2 separate regions of the Mus musculus genome follow, and region 2 is linked to region 1. A link is a contact called in public Hi-C data. All regions are on one chromosome and are shown on one strand. Each heading gives the region's core, a stretch centred on a gene start, on an enhancer-like site or on the middle of the called end of the contact. The rest is flanking DNA. Distances are from core to core; before and after follow the strand shown. Region 1 has its middle 24 kb from the start of Cobll1. Region 2 overlaps Slc38a11 (solute carrier family 38, member 11).

What was found. A called contact is a pair of places that touch in the nucleus more often than the background predicts.
Region 2: a contact with region 1 is called in a Hi-C map of liver, with 2.7 times the contacts expected there. The contact joins two enhancer-like sites. A contact is called at or near these places in 8 of 484 Hi-C or Micro-C datasets (embryonic fibroblasts, liver, nephron progenitors and 1 more) and 3 of 115 datasets of contacts at active chromatin or transcription factors (CD8 T cells, astrocytes and hepatocytes).

What each region holds. Positions count from the first base shown.
Region 1 is chr2:65,260,665-65,265,652 of GRCm38.p6, reverse strand. No RefSeq gene overlaps it. Among named protein-coding and RNA genes, the nearest start is that of Cobll1, 24 kb to the right of the region's middle. Within about 2 kb of position 3,227, at least 7 of the 459 cell types and tissues checked have an H3K27ac peak or open chromatin away from gene starts, as enhancers often do. A contact at or near this core is called in hepatocytes and liver, where this site is marked.
Region 2 is chr2:65,332,794-65,337,441 of GRCm38.p6, reverse strand. Slc38a11 (solute carrier family 38, member 11) reads left to right here. Exons shown (of 12, transcript NM_177074.2): 8 at 1,640-1,710; 9 at 2,691-2,852. Among named protein-coding and RNA genes, the nearest start is that of Slc38a11, 29 kb to the left of the region's middle. Within about 2 kb of position 3,136, at least 21 of the 459 cell types and tissues checked have an H3K27ac peak or open chromatin away from gene starts, as enhancers often do. A contact at or near this core is called in hepatocytes and liver, where this site is marked.

The DNA.
Region 1 (4,988 bases), core at 1,978-4,477:
ACTGAAAGCATCAAAAATTTTTTTAAAGAAGGAGGAGGAAGAGAAGGAGGAGGTAGAGGAGAGAAGAAGAAGAAAGAAGAAGAAGAAAAAGAAGAAGAAAAAGAAGAAGAAGAAGAAGAAGAAGAAGAATAAGAAGAACAAGAAGAACAAGAAGAAGAACAAGAAGAAGAACAAGAAGAAGAATAAGAAGAAGAACAAGAAGAACAAGAAGAACAAGAAGAACAAGAAGAACAAGAACAAGAAGAAGAAGAAGAAGAAGAAGAGGAAGAGGAAGAGGAGGAGGAGGAAAGAGGAGGAGGAGGAAGAGGAGGAAGAGGAGGAAGAGGAGGAAAACATCTCAAATGAAAACTATCAGGAGCTACCCCACATTTTCATAGTTCACTGGAGGGAACAGACAGGAGTCCCCATGTGAGGATGTAAAAGCCATTCCCTCCTGAGGAACTTGAGCATCAACAACAGACTTCCCTTTCTTCCCTTCCCAAACTGAAGAACAGAAGCCCTGAGCTGCTATGCCTTGCTCTGTTCTGTTAAGAGTAAACACATTCTGTTTGCTGCTTCTGTAGGCTTAGTAGAAAGATAGCTGACTCAGTAATCCTCAGGAGCCCTCACCTTGTGGATGCCTTGGCACAGGCATGGTGATGTCATCATGCTAATCTGTGCATCTCTGTGAAATGATGCACACTGCCTAAACTGCCTTTTTCCCTTTCTTTCTCTCTTTCTCTTTCTTCCTTCCCTCCCCCCTTCCCTCCCTCCCTCCCTCCCTCCCTCCCTCCCTCCCTCCCTCCCTCCCTCCCTCCCTCCCTCCCTCTTTTCCTTCCTTCTTTTTAGATTTCTATTACTATCATGTAGCTTCTATCTGGGCACATAGGAACTTGGAGCAAAGGGCAAAGGTGTTCAAAGACCCAGAGTAGTGTGTTTGGACTCGGCTTGGCTGAGTTGATTCCTGCCCTTATTATTGCCATGAAAGGACTAGGTGCTGAGTTATTTTGACCCAATGGCTCCCTTGTCCTGATCCCAGGCCAGCCTATAGAAGCTCGATGGCTTTCTACAACTTCAAAGATCCTACGTGAAGACAACGACACTGATAAATTTATCTTACCAAGACTTCAGCTCCGCATCACATTGACATGCCCCGAAAGCCTCAGGACACGGGGCATGTGCATTCCCAGGCTGTCCCACATTCACCTGAGCATTTCTGGCACACTATTTCCCCTGTTTGTAATCTGACTTTTGAAGAGGAAAGAAGATAGTCCACATACCAAAGATCCCCTGACAGTTTTCCTTCCACTTTCCGTCCTCTTTCTCTCTGGCAAGCACTTGGATTTGGCTATGGCCTCTGGAGATCTCACTTGGCCTGTTGCCTTAGCCTTAAGGTATAGTTTTCTACTCATTGGGGAAAAACTCTGTGATCTAGGGAAGTCAGGCATGTACTCAAAATGCAAGCTGCATCTTTCCTGGGACCTGCAAATGAGGAAGCATGAAGGTGCATCTTATGCCAAATACAGGATTTCTGTAACAGCTGTTTCAGTTTCCAGCACCTGGGAACACACACTCTTTTTTAAAAGCAAGGTAAAAAGCACGCACATGCGCGCACATGTATGTGTGTGCGTGTGCCTATGTGTGTGAGTGTGTGTGAAGGCACAGTTCTTTCTTGTTCTCTAAACTCCTAAGGGAGGATAGTTGTGTAATGGAGAACTGCCTGGGTGAAGATACAGCAATGCCTCAAATAGTTCCACTGTGGGTATCCAAAAAATCACACCCAGGAGTTCAAGAAACAGACCCAAAATGCCAGAGACAGGAAAGTATAAAGGGGGCTTCTTCCTGCTTCCCTTTGACCTATAGAGCACACAGCACACAGGTATAGATATATGACAGCTGGAACTTTAATAGACTACCCCAGGAACCAGGGAGGACTGACTTCCAGTAACAGAATCCCATGTGACTCAAGATACAGTGACTCAGTAAAGTTGCTATCAAAGTGGATTTTTCTATTTTTTCTTTTTTCTCTCTTCTTTTCTTTCATTCTTCCTTCCTTCCTTTCTTTTTCTTTTTTCTTTTCCTTTCTTTTTCATTTCTTTTTTTTTCTTTTTTTTTTTTTGTGGGGCGTGAGAGGTAGCTTGGTTAATGCCTTTCTGGGGACCTGGATGGATCAATCATTTCACTCCCAGTGTGGATGGACACTTTCATGATGTGTTTTGCAAAAATGATTTAGTATAAATTTCTATATGGTATGCCCTACCACGGCAATAACAAATACATGTTAAATACTGGCTTTAGTTATTTTTTGAATGCAAAAATTAATAGTTTAGGGTTTGATTTGGGGTATATTTTGTTGTTGTTATTATTGTTGTTGCTGCTGCTGCTGTTTGATAAGACAGGTGTACTCTGTAGCCCAGGCTGTCCTTGAAGTCCTTACATAGTACAGGCTAACCATAAACTTATGAGTCTTTTGACATAAACTCTGAATGCAGGGATTGTGAGCATGTGCCACCACACCTGATCCCAATAATAAATAAGGTTTACGATTCAAGAGAATTAGTAAGAATAAGAAAAGAATCAGCAAAAATGTATACATAACAAGAAAGAGAAATGAAGGCATTATAGTTAAGCTTGTGGTGAGATGGGCATGTGGAGCATGCATTAGATTCTTGCACTCAGGGGGCAGAGGCAGCTGGAGCTTTGTGAGTTCAAGGTCAGCCAGGTCTACACAGTGAGTTCTAGGACAGTGAAGGCAAAGTAGAGAGACCTTTTCTTAAAACAAACAAAACAAAACAAAACAAAACAAAACAGAACAACCAAACCAAACCAAACCAAAAAAAAAAAACCCCAAAAAACAAACAAACAAACAAACAAACAAAAAAAAAACAGAGAAGAACAAAACCCAAAACAAACAATGGCTTGAAAGAGCACCAGCTCAGGACAGAGAGATACACGCCGATCTAGGACAAACAGTGAGATCCTCTCTCAACTTCTTTTTCTTCTTCTTTTTGGCACTGGGAGAAGGAAGAAAATACTAATGAACACAGATTTCAATGTGAACTTTCAATTACTTAAACATTCAAGAGACATCTTACCATAGAAGAAAAAACAAAGTCAGAATAAAACTAGTGTAGGTTCAATAGTTATTAGAAACAAATGCCAAACCAGCCAGACGGTGGCGAATGCTTCTCATTCTAGCACTTGAGGGGTGGAGGCAGGAGGATTGTGAAACTGAGGTCAGCCTGGGCCACTTCGGAAGACCTTGTATTTACTTGTTTATTTTTAAAGTAAAACCAAACAGATACTAGGTGAAGCCATGAAAGTGAATGAGCTTCCTCAAATACCAAAATATCCAGGTTAATCCCATGCTGGGGAAAAAAATATTAACTCAGCAAATACAGTTCGTTCACTTAGAAGTAATTCTCTAACAACTGCCTATCAAACGCACCATGGAAGCACTATAAATAAAACCTGGCTGGATAAAGAGTATAACAAATAATAATTATTATCATCACTATTTACAGTGCTGAGGGCGGAGCCAGGACTCTCTAGCACACCAGCCAAGTCCCGTGCCAGAGAGATTTAGGCTTTTCCTTATTAGTAACGAAACATGTCATTATCTGCCAAAGGCTCATCAGCACCAGGAACATAGGTTTGTTTTCACCGTCGTGGTCACAGGAGGATTTGTTGGGTGTTTGGTTCTCAGCTCTGGTATTCCTAAGGTCCTATACTCTGCTCTGGAAGGTCATGCCCCTGAGAGAATTAACTGGACATATATAAGAAAATGGAAGGTGTAGATATCGGTACATTGAGTTGAAATGACCCAGGTCCTTTGATTGGTCCCAAAACTGAGACAAAGGCTCAAATTGTGAAATGCATTCGAGTGGCAGAAGCCTGGGTATGGGCAAGAATGATTAGAACAGCAGGCTCGCTTACAATGATGGAGGGAGGACCTGAGAATCCTTCCTGGCTTCATACAGAGAAACACCGAGGACTATAGCAGAATGAGCCTGCGCAGAAACACTGACAACTACAGCACAACGAGCCTGCGCAGAAGGTGCCACTCACCCTAGCAAGCCAAGGGCCAGTTCCCATCTAATTTCCTTACAAAACACATGTGTTTTACTCTGGCTAGAGGAAGATGGTGTAGCCTATGATGTCTTTGTGACTGTACTCCGGCCTCGTGGCTCAGGGAAGCGGGGAGTACAGGTTCAGGTTGATTCATAAAAGTCAAAGAAGAAAAGGCAGATTTTTGCGGTGGTGGTGGGAGAGGACAATGCATACCAATTATATAACGTGGCTTAAGATGCAGTCCATTCTATGAAGCACAGTGTCTATATAAAAGTGTCTGTTTGGACAGGCTTGGCATGTTACACACCATGCACGGACTACTAAAGCAGAAGGATGCCATTGCCCAGGATTAGGATATCCAACAGCAGAAACATCTGTGCACTTGTAGATATATTTACGTTTCAGAGAGGCATCTGTTTTTACAGTGTGCTCGACTTCTGGCTCTCTTGACAACAGTGACGTTAAGAGACAACAGAGAATTGTTACTGTGAGTTGAAAAGGTTTGATTATGCTTAGGCCAAGGAGTGGCGTTGTTAGGAGGTGTGGCCTTGTTGAAGTGGGTGTGGCCTTGTTGGAGGAAGTGCACTGTCGGCCTGGGCTTTAAGACCCACATCCTAGCTGCCTTGGAAGCCAGTTTTCTACTAGCAGCCTACAGATGAAGATGTAGAACTCTCAGTTCCTCCTGCACCATGCCTGCCTGGATGCTGCCATGCTCCCGCCTTGATGATAATGAACTGAACCTCTGAACCTGTAAGCCAGCCCCAATTAAATGTTGTCCTTATAAGAATTGCCTTGGTCATGGTGTCTCTTCACAGCAGTAAAACCCTAAGACAGAAATGGTCATGTTCTTTGTCATTTTGAAACACGTGTTGACTAAAAGCATAAATAAAAAGGACATCACCTTCCTAAACTGTACCATGCTCTGTGAACTACTTCAT
Region 2 (4,648 bases), core at 1,887-4,386, 72 kb before region 1:
GTACTGATAAAACGGACTATATATTGAATAGATACTGCCTTACAGTTCCTTGCTCAGAAGATTTACACGCCTTATCTCATTTAATCTGTGCAATAGCTCAGGGAATTAGATAAGATGGTTACACCCATTTCACAAATGCAGAAATTGAAACAGGGATCGATTAACTTGGCTAACGGCATGCTTTAGCCAATAAGTAGAAGAGGCCAGAGGAACAGACTCCAGGCCTGTACTATCCATTATTACCAGAGGTAGAGGGAAAGGTATGTATTAGGTAGGCCAATCCGTGCTGATTCTGGGTGTTTTAATTCCACTGGGATTTATGCTGCTTGAGAATGTAAATGGACATGATGAAGCTACACTTTTAATCCCAGAGCTATAATAAAGGCTGAGGCAGGGAGATCACATGTTTGAGGCCAGCCTGGAACTCTGTCTCAAAACCAAATAACTGAGTAAAATATAAGTTTTAAAAGCATGTATGATCAAAATTCCTCTTGAGAAGTCTACCAACAGGTAGACTCTTGAGGCCAATGCACGAAAAGATTTTGTACGAAACACACCAGGAAGCAAAGCAAATCAGACCATGAAGCAGAGACTACCCAGATGTTAAACAAAAATAATTGTTTTGGTTTTGGTTTTGGTTTGAGACAGAGTGTGTGGCCCTGGCTGAGCTGGAACTCAACGTGTATGTCAAGCTAGCCTTGACTTCATAGAGATCCACCTGCCTCTGCCCAGTAGGGGCTAAGGTTACACTATGTCTGGTGTAAACAATGATAATTCTTAAATGTCTCTGCAAGAAACAAATGAAACAGCACAGTATATTTCCCCAGAAATAGACAGTACACCGTCAGTCAGCATCAGCTCACATGTACCCTCTGCACTCCACCTCTCTCAGGCGGATCGAACTGGAAAAGCTGAAGAGGTGAATGGAGAGGAGTTATAGGATACTGGCAATTGTCTATCTCCCGTAGGATCTTGTGTGATGACTCCATACTAACTTTTGTTGTTATATTGATCGAGCAAATCGATTTCCCCAAGTCACGCAGTCAGTGAGTATTTTATATGTATAATTAAACACAGAATCTGTCCAAGTGTTCAACAGGCATTTTAGAGCAGTGGGGTTGGGAAACTCTGATGCCCTCAGGAAAGGTATGTTGATGAAAACCACTTATTAATTTTCTCTTTCTCTTTTCAGTAATTTATTTATTTTATATGTATGGGTATTCTTGTCTATAAAAATTGTTCTCTCTCTGTCTCTCTCTCTCTTTTTCTATCTTCCTGTCTCTCTGTTTCTGTATTCCTCTCTCTCTCTCTCTTGTGTGTGTGTGTGTGTGTGTGTGTGTGTGTGTGTGTGTGTGTGTGATGTATCTGGGGCCTAGGGAGTTCATAAGAGGACATTCAACCCCAGGATTGGAATTACAAATGGCCATGAGTCACCTTGGGCGTACTAGGCACCATACCTGAGTCCTGTGCAAAGAAAACAAGTACTTTTAAACTTGGAGCTGTCTCTCCAGCTCACTTATTAAGTTCCTATTGAAAGATACTCAGTTTTTATGGGTGACACCATTTCTTATTCTCCAGTAAGAGAATATTATTATTACACTTGTTTAATAATGTATCTAAATAACTGAATTTCTTCTAGACCAAAGACAGACAATGCTTGGGTGTTTGCAAAGCCCAATGCCATCCAGGCTATTGGGGTGATGTCTTTTGGTGAGTACCTGGTTTCAAAACTCTTTGTCAATATGACACATCTGCTCTGTGAAGAGGTTCTGGTCCATGTATAGAGGGTCTTCTACGTTTAGATTCCCCATTAACAGTACACAATCTAGTTCCTGTTGATATAAAATCAAGCTCAAGCCTTGCTCGTCCATTATTAAACTTTCTCATTTGTTACTAAATTTTGCTTCTAATTGGAGAACAGTGTTTCGATGCTGGACATTCATGACAGTAGTTAGCACTCAAGCATATCCCTGGCCAGCCCAAAGGGACCCCCATGACAATGGTAGCAATCAGGCACCTTCCTGGCCATCCCCAAGGGACTGGGCAACAAGTCATATCATCCCTGGCTGCTCAAAGGCAAAACAATTCCCATTGTTGCCCCTGTCACATGTCCTCCTGCGCATGTGTCATGGCCCCAATAAAAAGCCACTTTTTCCCCAACCCCAAACCACTTCATTTTCCTTCCTTCCTTTATGTTCTATCGCCCCTCTCTTTAATAAGCCCCACCCCCTCCACATGAGACCTGTTTCCCGGTGTGATTTTGTCAAACTTGTGTTAGTTCCACCAATGGTTAGTGTGTCTCCTAACTTGGAAGTCCAGTAAATGTCATAGACTTCTATAAAGTCTTGGCAGAAAGGATTTAGGATTTCGCTAGATATTTATAACTCCACTATGTCCCAGCTGCCAAATAAAGCAAGGTACAAATTTTCCTGAAGATAGGAAGAGGAAAAAATGGGAGAGTTGTTGGACAGGTCTGGTTTATGTTGAGAGTTACATGAAGTTACTAGGTAAGCCTTCTGTGAAGTTCCTTGTATGTAGGCCTTACGTTCTGGCTTACTTAGTGCTGTAAATTAATATATGTTCATTTGAGATATTAGATATTCTAAGGCAGTATACATCTCTCACCTTTTCAAAGTAGAAAACACAGTCCTGCTGTTTCCCGAGTAATGAGGTTTTCTTTTGTGTTCCAGCGTTCATTTGCCACCATAACTGCTTCCTAGTCTATGGTTCTCTCGAAGAGCCCACAGTAGCGAAGTGGCGCCGGATTATCCACACATCCATCTTGGTTTCTGTATTCATCTGTGTGCTCTTTGCAACGTGCGGGTACTTCACTTTTACTGGCTTCACTCAAGGTAACATGAGAGACTAAACCACAGCCCATCCTGGTGCAAGTGCACTGGTACCAGTCGATCCGTGTTCTGCCCGCTTCTGGAAAAGTTTTTCCAGGGGACTACCCCACCCCAGCCCTCTTCCACCCACACTCTCCGCTTTCTCCTCCTGCCTGTCTATCGTCTGCTCCACAATTTCTCTCTTCTTAACCTCTCAGATTTAGTTCTGTGATCCGTACTCTCTGCTCCCAGGCGCACTTGTTTGCTTGTTGCCAGACGTGAACTCTGGCTCCCCTCTGCTCTGTACTTTTCCTTTCCCGGGTACTAATAGCCTCCCAAAGTTGAAGCTGATAACCTTTCCGCCTTTGGTCTCTCTGAACCTTTCTGAGTCAGCTGTACTGAACTGCCTCCCACTTGAGGAAAGAATAACTGTACTGTTACCACTCTTCTTTTTCTGTGCTAATATTTTTGTTGTTGTTTTCGTCCTCAGACCTTTCTAATCTCCCACGCCACTCAGAGATTGGGGTCCTGCTTTTCCATTGACAAATAGTCTGCGTGATCTTCCCATTGCCCTTGAAGCCCAGGCCTGTAGGATGTTTCTGCTTAATTGTCTCATTCTGGATTAAATCAGCAGACATCACCTTTCCTATAAAGCCAGCCCTTTCCCTCCCTGCCGTCAAAGTGACTTCTCTTTTCTTGTATCTCGTGGTCCCAGTAACTACGTGGTCCCCGTTTTACTGCTTTTAACGCTTTCATCCAATCATTAAGGGTTTAGTACTCAGGGTAGCCTGACAGCAGCCAGATGCCATGATCCACATATCCCGCAGCTTTTGCAGGTCTAGGATCTCACTTGACCTTCCCACAACCCTTTGAATGTAAGTGGAATAACTAGTTCTACTTCCTGCTTACACAGAAATAGAAGTAACTTGCCCCAGCTGGCGGGTAGCAACCAGTACTCGTGTCTACTGATGCTCAAACTCAGATATTCTCCCCGCCCCTTCTCTGTCTGCCTCCCAAGTTTTGATCTGCACAGATCCTCTAGTAGTCTCTTAGTGTCCAGCTCTTCTTGGCTTAGTTTTCTGTGTCACTGTGGTACTCTTGGTATGCCTTGGTCTGAATACCTGTCATAGATCACCATGATTATACACATACATTTCTCAGAAAATAAGAAAGATTTTTTAAAAACTGAATGATTAATGTGATACCAATATAGTAATATGTATATATATATTATACACACATAGATAAATGTACATATACACACACATATACACACATATATACATATATATATACACACATATATATATATATACACACACACACACATACGTGTGTGTGTTCTACCTGCTCTAGGATAGTACAGTTAAAAGCAACCTTGAAAGTCTTGATAAGAACTGTTTCAAACACTGCCATTTACCAGTCACGATTACTACATAGTATACCAAGCTGAATGGCCTAAGGGTTCCTGATTGCATGGTAACCTTGGTTTGTAAATGTCTCTCTGTTTTTGCAAGTGACATCTTCATAGTGATTTTAGCATTGGTAATTGCCATGCTGTAGTACTTATAACAGCTGTATGTGGTCACTAACACCTGTAATTCCAACACAACACACAGGGAGTTAAGGCTGGAGATGTGTAGCCTGTGCTATAAAGTAGTGCTTTATCCTATAAAAAAAAAGTGTGACAGGGGCTCTTTAAGCTGAGTGTGGCCACATGTGCATGTATTTATTCTTGGGCATGAGGAAGAGACAGTAAGATCACTTGGGATTCCTGGCTGCCAGCATAGCTTCAGTGAGAAATTCTATCTCAAAAATAA